Regions from separate parts of the Acanthopagrus latus genome. Here region 1 is linked to region 2. The links are chromatin contacts, called in public Hi-C maps. All regions are on one chromosome and are shown on one strand. The core of a region is the stretch at or near the end of the contact, and the rest is flanking DNA. Distances in the headings are between cores, read along the strand shown.

Evidence for each region. Hi-C and Micro-C count contacts between places; a contact is called where the count stands out from the background.
Region 1: a Hi-C map of muscle shows a contact between it and region 2, with 4 times the contacts expected there. The contact joins the promoter of ipo11 here to the promoter of htr1aa in region 2. A contact is called at or near these places in 3 of 4 Hi-C or Micro-C datasets (liver and muscle).

The regions. Positions count from the first base shown.
Region 1 is chr5:23,648,608-23,655,285 of fAcaLat1.1, reverse strand. It overlaps ipo11 (importin-11), which reads left to right and starts at 5,074. Exons shown (of 30, transcript XM_037098513.1): 1 at 5,074-5,227. hsd17b3 (testosterone 17-beta-dehydrogenase 3) reads right to left here and starts at 2,508. Exons shown (of 11, transcript XM_037099518.1): 1 at 2,311-2,508. The coding sequence starts at 2,461.
Region 2 is chr5:23,475,820-23,482,533 of fAcaLat1.1, reverse strand. It overlaps htr1aa (5-hydroxytryptamine (serotonin) receptor 1A a), which reads right to left and starts at 3,375. Exons shown (of 1, transcript XM_037098316.1): 1 at 1,316-3,375. The coding sequence starts at 3,011. The coding sequence ends at 1,728.

The sequences.
Region 1 (6,678 bases), core at 3,825-6,324, 170 kb before region 2:
GTGAACAATGTTTCTGTTTTGTGATTTATTTCACTCCCCCACAATGTAGTCATTGGTGAGTGTAATGTGGGGTCCCGCAAGGCTCAATACTTAGTCCCAGTTAAATCAGTTTTATGATAATATTGTTTCATGTTTACATTTTCAGATTATACCAAGCTGAATGTTTGATTATTGACTATTTTTGACCCATATCTGAATATTCATACATGGTTTTACTAAATTATTCTGGATTAACTGTCAAAATATAATAAATATATGAAGCATTTGTTTTGTATGTCAAGTCAGATTAAATTGATCTCATTTACACAGCCCAAAATCACAACCAAATGCCGAACTTTACAATCTGTACAGTGAATGTCTCTCATTAGACCCTCAATCCAAATAAGGAAGAACCACTCACCATAAAACGTTAAAAGACCCTTTTAACAGGAGGAAAAAAATGAAAGTGACCTCAGGAAGAGCCACAGAGGAGGGATCTCTCTCCCAAGACAGACAGTGAAGCATTACATGTTGCACATGTAAAGATAGGAACAACAAAATCGCAGACATTTACTAACATTTTCTGATATGAGCTACTAAGTAATAATTACTCTGGTGCAGAATGTTATAGCCAATACTGTTATATGTGAGGGAGCTCAAATATCTCTGGGTAATGTTTGTAGATGGCTCACTATTATGGTCAGAATGAGGATGTCAGACTTTCAGAAAGAGGACAGGGTTGAGTAAGGAGAGTAATGCTTCTTCTTAACCTTGATCAAGAAGCATGTCCAACTGGAGGAGGTCCAATGGCAACACATAATATATTACATATTCCTCCTGAACCAGCAAAAATTCCCCTAAGTGTCATTTAGGAAGAGAGCTGGAAGGTGGCTGCCGCTTCACTCTGCTGCTATTAATCCATACTATTTCTTTTGTAGATTCAAATAGTGTAGTGTTGCTACTGATGGGTGTATCTACACAGTACATATCTATATATGGTTCAAATGACACCTGTTTCATGTTTGACTTTGGTAAATTTAGGAATATCCATTAAAAATCATTATAGAGACTACCTCTAAATATGTATTCTTGACACAGGCACCTACGCACTGTCCTCAAATACACATTCTATTCAATCAAAGGCAAAGATGCAAACATCTGTACTCATACACTCACTGTGAACTTTCATTTCACATTTGCATTGTCCTGAATTGACCGTGGTAGTAGTGCTGTGGCCACTTGACATTGAAAAGACTCTGGGGGAGACGCAAACTCTGCAAATGCAAATGGACACAAGGGGACAGGGTGTCTGCAGCCTGGAACATGCTGTTCTGGTGGCTGTTATTCCTGTGCTGTAATGGAATGGAGGTGGACTCTGGAAAGAAAAGACAGATCGGCCCAGTTCTGTGGCTTTTTAATCAGGCTTCTGTTAGCGCTCTGGGAGAATGAATAACCTCTTCAGGAGATGCCAAGATGCTTGCAAGTTATTTAAGACTGCTCTGGGACCTGCAGAGGAATGTTGCGTAATTTCTGGGAGACAGTCTGAGGGGCGAGCCAGAGCTGCCTGTGTGCCCCCAGTTGTATTGAGATTAAAAAACTGACACTGTCCTCTAGTTCATATGATTGTCTGCAAGAGCTCTAGAGAAGGCAGTTGTTCCTTTCATTTCATCGATTACTCCTTCTGTCAACCCTTCCCGAAAGGCACTAGATGGCAAATGTTTTCGGAGGATGGGCCAGATCATACTGACCAGTGACACCAGTTTGCCTCCCTTGTCATTCAAGTACAATCCTTAAACTATAACCACATAGGTAGTGAGCATTTTGCAGACAACTCAGACTGGATGTTGTGTCATATTCGAGTAGAATAAATCATTTGAGCTTCCGTATGTTTTGTTAATTCATGCGTAACATTGGTGATGAAATATAAAAAGCTGCTCCAACAAAATGAACATATGGCTTCAAGAGTAGCAACAAAACAGCACACAGGCACAATCTTATCCCGTCTAACAGTGAAAAGTGTTATCTTGTCTCATCTGCCAGCTCAGACAAGTCAAGTATTTGCAGATTTTTGCATGCACAGGCACATTCTGATAAGCCGACACACAACATATCAATTGTGTTTTATCACAAAGGCATGTTGTCACTTGTTATATCTTAATTGAGCCATCTATCAAATTCCTTGCATTTATTAGCCAACTGCGGGTCTGACATACATAACAATATATGCACACACACACACGTACACACACACACACCCACACACACACACACACACACACACACACACACACACACACACACACACACACACACACACAAATGCCCGCTCACCTGCCCACTCTCCCATAGAGGTGAAAAAGGACTCTGAAATTGGAAACCACAGTTTTGGGAAAAGCATCCTACTGAAAAGCAGCAGTTTCACTCCATAGTAGAGAGCGACCGCAGAGCCAAGAGAGATGAAAAACAAATCCATGAGATCCATGCTTGCCCGGGACAACAGCAAACTCCAGCTGTCAGCCTCTCTGTGTGATTCTGTCTGCTCTGAGGGACAGATCTTAATTCAGCAAGTCAAAAGAATGACAGAAAGAGAGAATAGCCACTCCCATTGCAGAAACACACACACACACACACACAGGAGCAGAAACAGGAGCAGGAGCAGGAGCAGTCATAGGCCTCTGCCAGATATCTCATAAATAGGAGCCCAAAATTAAACAAAAGTCAAACTAATTAAACACAGAGGCCAAGTAATTTACAGCAATGGTGGGCTCTCTCACACACTCACACACTGTTCATTCATTCATACATCATGCTGATGATAATTTATGAGAAGCTGCTCCAGCAGTATGAACATATGGCTTCAAAGAGAGAGTCACAACAGAACAATACACAAGTGCAATCTTATCTCGTCTAACAGTGAGAAGTCAGTCGTAAAATGCCCTCCTCTGCCTCTGCCTGGCTAGATCTCTTAGCCTTGGGTTTGTTATGTTTAGGCATGAGGAGTGGGGCTGGTGGGGCAGGTCATGCCTTCGCAATGCCGCGAAAAAACAAAACAAATATCCACCTTGCTCTGCTTCTGATTGGCTTACCCTAATATTCTTACACCAACCAACAAAGACGACCAATCAGAGCCAGAGTCAGGCAGGACGTGCCATGAAAAGCTTTGGGGTCCATGATAACATCACCACGAGCTGAGAATTTTAGTGTGAGCTACAGCTCAGTGACAGACTGTTCGTCCAGGAAACTGATCAGTAGCCCAAAAACCCACTGAACCACAGAACGAGTCATTCACTGATACAAACAGAAGTAATGAAGACCGAGACTTGAGCATGCATTATTAAAGAATGGTATTAAAAAATATAGAGCGAAAAAAGAGTCTTGAGTCAATACGCTAGTGGCAGGTAAATGAAACCATCCGGATTACTTTACTGAACCGGTCTTCCCACCAAAGCTGATCCTCTGCCCACCCACTGTACCTTCAATTGGGTTCTGTGCAAATACAAAAGCTATTTGCCCCAAATATTTGCACTTCCTCAAATGCTTCCCTGAGTGATGCACTGTATGTGTGGTGACTGCAAAATAAACCACACTGAAGTTGAGCAGGGTGTGAAACATTTTAACTGGAATTGTCTCTTTTCTTTTTTCTTTCTTTCTTTTTTTTTTTTACAAACAAAAACGCATGCCATCAAAATAGTCAGTATTCTATTGATGGCATAGAATACTGATGTGTTCATAAATGCAAAAAAAACAAAACAAAAAAACAGCGATTTCTCACTCTGGTGGGGGCATGATAAGTAAGAAGATCTTGCATGCTATGAACCATAATTCACTATATTCAATGTGACCAGTATGATGGTGCGATCAAAGTGTAAAAAGGTGTGTGTGGAGAAGAGGATATGGGGAGAGAGATGTATCCTTTTTGGAAAACAGCCAAAGTAATTAAGTGGCCGTTGAAGAAAACTGAGTGTCTTGTAGAGCCTGTCTAACCATGGAATCATAGCTCAAACAAGTGAAAATTGCAGTCTTGTTAAGTTGCCAGAGACACATCTCTGTTTGGATTTTCATGCTGCTGTGTGTCTTTTGGACATTAGCTGTCAGCATTTGGAAAAGTGGAAAGAGTGTGTGTCTGTAAGTGACCTCTGGAATCTGTCTGCTCGTGAGCGGTCAAACATTATCTTATCACAAAGCTTAAAGATGGCTGACATGATGATGTTGTCTACTGCGAGATGCTATTAATTTGCTCATCATTTTATCTTCTTATCTTTTTCTCATTCTGTCATTTTCACTTTCATAATGCCTGTTTGGATTGCTATTTTGCAAATCAATAAACAAGAGGCATTGATGCCAATACTTGAGTTGCACATGTTTTTTGCATTAATTTGATTGAGTGCTCAGATTTTTCAGGTATTGATTTTGCTGAATTAACCAAAACTTGAGCAAAATGTTTTGAGCAAAACACAATTCTACCTATATACAGGAAAGATGTGTATGCATGATGTTAGAGGTAAGGATTCTCATTATGTTTGTTCTTCCAGATTTTCAGATTTTCTGTGATTTTAATCGCAAACAAAATATATTTAGGAATTTGAAATCAAGGAATTTAAGGTCATCAAAAATGGGACAGGTATTTATTTATTTCTAAAAATATATACAGATATACAAATACATAGAGAAGTTATATTGCTGTATGTTTTCCAAAAGACAACAACAACACCAACAACACCAATCAATCAATCAATCAATCAATCAATCAATCAATCAATCAATCAATCAATCAATCAATCAATCAATCAATCAATCAAGACTAATGCACAGCAACTGCAATAAACTGAATAGATAAAATAATACAAGATAAAGAATAATAGATAAAACTAAGTCGTGAGAACAATAAAATGTAATATTGCACGTCAAATCTTATTTAAAAAGTTTATGAAACGTAATATAATAACAATGATAAGAACAACGATGACAGTAAAATGTAAATAAATTGACTGTAATAAGTATAAACAGTGCTGGTGAGATGAGGGAGCGCATCTGCACATCTGCCGCAGCAGCAGCAGCAGCTGGCTGCGTTCATTCATGACGATGATGAATTCTGCCAAACCTCCTACGTCATCAGCGCGCGCCTGCTTTGTGGCTCGCGCCATTCCTACAAGCGTGTGTTTCCATCTCTCATTACATTACCAGTGGTGGAGCCTCAGCAGCCACTGTTACAAGCACATACTCTGCTTTTCTGCCGTCAGTCTCTTAGGTGAGTCCGGTTTGAGGTTTCAGTTTTGAGACATCTGCCTGAAGGAAGAGGTTATTTGGCATGACGGACGTTGTCGGCCCTTGGGTCCGTACTGGATAAGTTTAGCTCGCTGGCTAGCCCAAAGTTAGCTTTGGTGTTTGGGGTGTGCACGCTTGGGGGACTCAGTATCGCCCGTTTCACGGGTGAATGGGCTGTTATCTTAATTTCATAACAGATGACTCGGGCAGAGAGCGATACTAACGCAACCCAAGCTAAAAAACTCACCTGGGGATCAAACATGTGAATGTAATGTTACTGCTGCTGCTCCCCTCCGACCCTTTACCATTGAGCATGTGTTGGTCCTCCTTTGCGTTTTCAAAACAAGCTAACCCACTTCGAAGCACGTCTCTTATCAGATCTGATAACCAAGATGTTAAAATCTGTATCTTAACAACGTCCCTATCCTGTCACACAGAGAGGGAGAGGCCCGTGAATGCACACAGCTGTATTTTGTAAAAGGGCCAGGCAGATGATAACTCGGCTTCTGTCAAATCAATCTTAGCTGCGTCGTGAGTTTCGTTTTTGTTGCCAGAGATGAAGCTTTAAACGTTTAGCATGTATGGACGTCAGAGGATGGTTATGTCGCAGCCACCTTTCTCTTTCACTCAGTCAGCATTTGACAACTAAGCTAGCTAGCGGCAGAGGCCATCGCATATGTAAAACACCCGACACTTAGCTGGCTAACGCTGGATAAGCCCCTCATTGAGCTCAGGGTTGACCTGAGAGGTTCGTTCGCACAGGTGTAACCGCTATTGTTAGCTACGGCACAACAATACTCGCCTGTAAGCGTCATGTTGACAGGCTACCTGTTACACAATGTACATAATTGCTCTGCAAATTGCCTTTATATGTCAACAAGCAAGTTCCTTGATATGAATTCTTAGAATATGTGGTGAGATCGCACGCATTTCTCACCTGGTTTATACAGTGTGTGTGTAAGGGGAATGACGTGTACAGAGGTGAGACATGATGGGCTTTTAATTAAACTGCAATGTCTTGTATGTCACAGTGTGGAAAAGCATATTCCTAGACCGCACAGAGGATGTGGGATATGAGGTTAATATGTAATTTTTTGCTGAAAGTATGAATGAGAGGCCTAAAGGAAGATGAAAAAAATCGTTGGAGGGAATGTGAACATTTGTAGAAGTGGCAGTGTGTTGAAAGATGCTAAATGTTGTAAAGGCGGAGCCCAACTGTGTTTCTTCACTAAAAGCTGGGAGCTAAACTGCATTGTTGGTGTAACTCTTTATAGAGAATCAGCCTGAGAAGCAAGAAAAGTAGCTTCCATCACCACAGCAACCTGTGATGGCTCCTGGAAACATGCAGCTGTTGGAGATTCGATAACAGTAGCAGTAGTTTAGTTTGACAGACACCCATACACACGCAGGATTTAGGCCTTGTTCAGACTGCCA
Region 2 (6,714 bases), core at 2,126-4,625:
GTTTGTTTTTTTGACTTTTTGATATTTAATGAATAATGGATTAATCTGCACACTAATCATTAACAACAGTGATTCAGTTACTGCCATCCTGAGGACGGTGATTTACTTTTTTACATGAAATTCAATTTAATTTTCAGACTCCGTATCATGGCATTATCAGTCTCAAATGCACGCAGTCAGTGAATACTTCATGACACAGTTTTTTTCCACCATATGTGTAGAGATGCATGAATCAGATGGTGCTGTGTTCCTGTGTGTAGCCTGCTCAGCATCAGCCCGGATCCACCAGAAGCTGTTTGCACTCCACAGGTGTCCCGTCTCCTTGGTCGTGCTGCATGTCACCATCCTGTGTCCATACCTGCCACTCTGACCGATCCATGGCGCCTTGGGCTTTGACGCGTTGCCGTGCCAACGAGCCATATAGCCCTCACTGGGGCTTCTTCCTGAAAGTTGTTTTTCTCTCTTTTGATACCTGACCTTCTTTAATCTCTCCATCTACAGTAAGTGGATTTGTTTGATTGATGACAGCGGCCACGCAGCGAGGAGGTTTCCTCTCCGTTCTGTTTGCCCTGAGCATCCCTCTACATCATGTGTTATAATGAGTGTGTGTGTGTGTGTGCTAAATTTAGCACTGATTTATATGATGTTAACACACTGTCTTCTCGAGCACTCAAAGCACTACTGGGCCTTCTATGGGACATGTTACTGTATGACATATAGGGAGAGGAGAAAAAAAGAGTCTGTTCTTGTTTCTCTCTCTCTCTCTCTCTCTCTCTTGCTCTCTCTCTCTCTCTCTCTCTCTCTCTCTCTCTCTCTCTCTCTCTCTCTCACACACACACACACACAGGAGACAATCTGGGAGTCAGAAATAGAGAGATGGGATGGTGGGAGAAAGATTGAGAACACATCATAAATGTAATACCAGCCTCCATTCTAGAAAATGCCAATCTACTTTTGATTCCAGCTTTGAGATGGATCTGGCAGCAGGGTTTGTTTGGTACCTGCGGGGCCCCAAACACACCACACACACTGATAACCTGATCATCATCATCATCATCATCATCATCATGAGTGTAGCCTGTCAAAGCTACTGTAAGGGCTCATTCCTTGTAATCTACATGGAAAAGAAAATGCATGAATCCGACAGGTCCCAGGTGAAGCTGTGGCCCTGATCTCTTCTCCTGATCCTGACTTTTTTTTTTTTTTTTTTAAATTTCCCCCAAAACAAAAATGGACTCATATTTTCTTAATGACAAACTTTGATTGCTTTTATTGTTTCAGTGCTACAAAGCTCGGTGATGTAGGACGGAACCCCCTCCCCTCCCCCTCCCCCTCCCCGCGTGTCTCATGGGTAAAATGCATGGAAATTCAGCACATGACACGTCTTGCATGGCAATACAACGATGGCTGCCGTCGCGTAAAGGCTATATACTGTAGCTACAACACTGAATAAACATGAGGCTTGTACATTAAGAGAGCGAAAAGTTCCCGTCTTGTCTCATTTCATCAGTGACCCTGGATTTTCTTTTCTTTTTCTTTGCCTTTTTTTTTACACGCTCCTCCAACACAGGCCGAAGAGAGACTGTCCCTGAATGAGAGTCTATGTTTGTTTGTTTTTGTTTTTTGTTTTGTTTTTGTTTTTTTGCTGTTCTATACAGTCAGTAAACATTTTTTGTCCTGCTGTCCGTTTGATTTACTCCCGAGTTTTTAAGCCAACACCAATGTTTTCACGCTCTGTGGAATTTGCATCTTATAATCTTCTTGAAAGCACTTTGGAAGTCTTTGTTGAAGTAGGCATATATGATGGGGTTGAGGAGGGAGTTGGAGTAGCCCAGCCAGTTTATGACTGCGCCCAGCCAGTCGGGCATGTAGCAGCTCTCCGCGCAGAAAGGCAGCACCAGCGCCACGATGAAAAAGGGCAGCCAGCAGAAGATGAAGGTCCCCATGATGATCCCCAGCGTTTTCACCGTTTTGCGCTCCCTGGCCAGCGCGATCTTTCTCTTCGCCCCCGAGTTCTTCTCGTTCATGTTCTCGTAGCCGTGCGACGAGGACTGGGGGGTGTTGGGCAGGGGAAGGTGCGTCTTGGAGTTGCTGATAACTTCGATGATCTCCAGCGACTCGCCCTCCTCCCCGTGCTTCACCGCGCCGTTTACGCACGGAGAGCTCGGTTTGGACTCGTCGCCGCGCCTCCAGCCTTTGCCCCCGGCCTCCCCGTTGGTTTTCTTGTGAAAGACGGCCGGAGACACAGTCAAGCACTTGTCCGACACTTTCGCCTTCTCGGTTTTCTTGACCGTCTTTCGAATCCGAAACCGCGCGGCCTTGAATATTCTCCCGTACAGGACGAGCATGAGAATGAGAGGGATGTAAAAAGCCCCAAACGTGGAGTAGATGGTGTAGCCCGGGTCCTGGCTGATGCTGCAGGCGTCGGGGTTCGCCCTGTCTTCGGCGCTTCTCCAGCCTAACATAGGCGGAATAGAGATAGAGAAACCAATTAGCCAGGTGACGCTAATCAGGATCGCAGCTCGCCTCGGTGTCCGTTTATTTACATAGTCAATGGGGTCTGTTATGGCCCAGTACCTGTCCAAAGCAATTGCGCACAGATGCAGGATGGATGATGTGCAGCACAGTACATCCAGAGAGATGAACACATCGCAGATCTCTTGCCCCAGTGTCCACTTGTTCAAAACCTGGTAGAGGGCCGCCATCGGCAGAACCAGCACCGACACCATGAGGTCAGTCACGGCCAGAGATCCAATCAGGTAGTTTGCCACATTCTGGAGAGATCTCTCCAGGGCGATGGCTGCCACGACGCACGCATTGCCAAATATGGAGCAGAGGATGAGGGCCGCCAGGAGCAGAGAGGTGATAATCTGGTAACTCAGCTGCAGGTCCGGCACAGACCTAGACCCCGTGCCATTCTCGCCCGCGTCCCAGTCGGCGACCACGTCCACCCCGTCAGGGTAACCGCCGGTCGCGTTGCTGTCGTTGCCGCTCGTTGTTAGAAAATCCATGATGCGAGCGCACTCGGAGCGCAACTTTCCCAGAGCAGTGATGGGGGGGCGGGGGACACGCAGCTGGACAGATAAGCAGGACACAGTCAGCCCCGCAGACTGCTGCCGCTGTGCGTTTTACCGGGGTCCATCGGAGTTGCCGCGTTCGTGCCGTCGCTCTCAGGACGCATGACGCAGACGTGTTTGTGAGTTTGTGTGTGTGTGTGTCTGTGTGTGTGTGTGTGAGAGAGAGAAAGATGGAGAGGGGGAGGTTTGTGCGTGTTGGAGCCCGTGAGCGTTGACAGCCGGGTGCGCTCACTGGCACTGCGAATTCATCTGAGCTCGGTGACGCCGTGAATTCATTTATACGAGCAGTTTCGGGTACGTCAGACCGTGTGGAGGTCGCCCTGGAGTTTTGTGCCTCTGCTCTCCTCGCTGCTCCGTCCTTCACTGCAGACAGCCGATGAGGGCGCAGAGCTCCCCTGCCCTCTTCTCTCTCTCTTTATTTTTTACATCTGACAGTTTGTGGATTTAATTCAATTTTGTTTTGTTGTTAGTTTACACCTTAAAAGGCAGGAGTCAGTCAGGAGGAGCAGTTATAAAGTTCTATCTCTTAAAAATATTGCGAAGAAAAACTGATACAAAATCGTCATTTTTCATTACTTGTAATTAACTTTTGGTTTAAAATTTCACCTGAAACATGTGCTTTTTTGTTATTGAGACCTCAAAGAGATTTTTTTTTTAATTTATATTTTTTTAAATGAGTTCAAGCAGAAACCGTACGTTTCGAGCCATGACGGAGAGCGAGGTAAGCCCTCGCTGTTAGGAGCGAGAGGTGGTTTGAGGACCAGGGACAGCGCCACGACGGGCCAGAGAGGAGAGCTGCTGCCATCTGCTGCCCACGGCGGGTACTGCAACACATGGCGGACACCTCTCTCGGGACTTGGAGCAGAAGGCGAATTAAAGATCCTGGGAGGGAGGCGATGAGCTGCCGGGGGAGATGGTGGTCGAAGAGATGAGAATCAATCTCTATGTGTGTGAGAGAAAGGGGGGAGGAAGAAGGGGAGGGGAGGACAATAGTTGCGTTTGCCAACTAATAATGTCAGCAGGTGGAGTAAAAACAGCTGGTGAGGGGGAACAAAATGCTTCGTGCAGAGCCGAGGGAGGGAGGGAGGGGGGTGCAGCAGGGTTTCAGTTGTTCTAGATCTGAGTTTTCATGAAAATTTAAGCTGGAGTTGAAGTGAAATGGGTAGAAAAACAAAACAAACCCCCCCCCCCCCAAAATAACCCATGCACAAGGTGTAGAGAATGTGTTCCTGGTTCTAGCGAATGACTATAATCAATTAAAGCAACACCATGTGGAAATGTGGCCATTTTGGTAACACCCCCCCCCCCCCCCCCCCCCCCCCCCACACACACACACTTTCTGAGTGCAACACTGCTGTTGTAAACACAAATCCCAGGTGTGTGACAATTTGTCAGGCGACATGTAGGTGCTGGCTGCGAACAAAACTCATTACAGCATAACAACGTTAGGTGTCGAAAACTCGTGTCTTGAACTAAAACTGTATGTAGCGCTGTGATCCTGCCCTCTCACTGATGTTACACAGTGCAGAAACCAGTGATGGGAGTGGAGGAGTGGCTGAGACAGAGACACCATTCACCCAATTTCAAGACACTGTACCATCAAAATGATTTAGAAGGTTGTATTTTAAGATAAAAAGTTATGTAATGTTGCTTTAAGTCAGTATTACCTTTTTACACATTTACCTTTCACTACAGCTACAAAAGCAACACCATGGATGTATGATAGCACCTGGACCTCAACGGCCTCGCTTTAAATTCCCACCTATTGGTCACTTGCAGTACTGCAGTGAAAAATCCCTCTGCTGCCCAATAAGCATCTCCCTGCAGACCAACACTGTTTAAGGAGACATCTGTGAGCTGCACAGCAGGTCAATTATAACCCTATCATGAATTTTTGAGCCTTGAAGGTGAAGATTTTTTTTTAATTACTGCTTTAAAAATAGTTATAGTTTATTGAAACATTTTGGAGGTAAAGTTTTTGTCTCATCTCTGCCAGCTGAACAGATGCTGCCTGTCCACCATCTCACACTGAATCCCACTCACTGCTGCCGCTGCCTCTAAAAAATAACTTTACTAAATAACATCTTAATCTCTTTGTTTTCATGTGTTTAAAATGTGTAAATAAACTCAAAACCTATTGAATACTTAAAGTGAAACTCTCGCCAAAATGCGACCTAGGCTTTTTTTGTGAATGTATATATGAGACAAACCTTCATGGAAAAGCATAACTACAACGAAAGAGGCACTTTTAAGATTTACAGTATTTTTGTTTTCAGGTCAAACTCATTTTAAATGGGAGTGCGCAGGGCAAATTAGCAATAGCATCAAAATCTCTATTTTTAAAACACTAAGAGGGCTCGACACAACATGAAACTTTGCTCGTAGTATCACCAGGGTCTCTACACAGGAACACGAGCATTGAGAACATTGTTTGTGTACACAGAGTTTACTAAAAATAAAGTTTTTCTAACAACTCACCTTAGCACTAGCTTTGTTCCGCTAGCCACCGTCATGGCAGCCGAGAGGTATCGATGTCTGAGTGTGACCTAACCTGGAGGAGAGTTAAGGTGAACCGCTGCTGTCTTCCAGCAACAACTATCCACACGATATCTCACGTGACTTTTCCGGCTTTTGATTTTAGTATTGTTTCTTATATGAGGCTCCTTTTTCAACTTCAAGGTCAATATTGTTTTTTGCTAACAACAAAACAACAAATTATCTGTGCATTTATATGGAATTAAGCTTTAGGAGCGGTTCACCTTAATTCACCTCCATGTTACGTCACATATGGAGATCGATGCTTCTCACTGGCAGGACGGCGGCAAGCGGAGGAAACATCTGCTAATGTGAGTTGTCCAAAAACTCTCTTTTTAGTATGTAGTGTCGTGCATTTACTAACCCGTCTCTGCTCAGACGTCCTTCTGATGAGCCGGGTTTGCTTTTCTCTCTCTTCTCTTCTTCTGGGCATTTCTGTCCTCAGGTTTTCTCAGTTCACTGAGATATGTGATCTTCAGTGCAGACGAGGTCTCTGTAGTGTTTTCACTGTGGAGAGTCTTACCTTGTAGTTTATTATGTGACCCTGTCATGTGGAGGAGTCTTGTTCTCACATGAAACATTTTCCCAGATGAAACGCTGTTACAGAGGCTCCTCAAAGCATGCTCAGAATGCTCAAAACTTCACAATTAAAACTAAAGTGTTACTCTAGATCACTTTCAGTCCTACATATGTGTTATATAAAGTCATTAAAATGTGATGAGTTAGAATGATGACTTTGAACAGTTCACTTAACCTAACCCATAATAACACTGGATTTCATATTTTTATCCTAAAGACAAAGAATCTCTTGTTCCTCCTCCTCAGATTTTCTATTTAGAAACACTACAGCAGCCTGTCAGAACAAACTGCTATTGAACAGGTTATCCTGACATTTGTAATAAAAAATACATCAGCGTTTGCTTTAGGGAATAATTGCTGTGCCCTGATGAAGACTATTTGAATCGAACCAAGTTGATTAAGTGAAGGATTTGTAATAATTATTATGCCTCAGGTTCCTTTCTGTCTGCTAATCACTAACATCCTCTTTTAGGCCCTATCCTTGAAGAGGACCCTGATTGTTGCATCAGTATTACCTCACTAT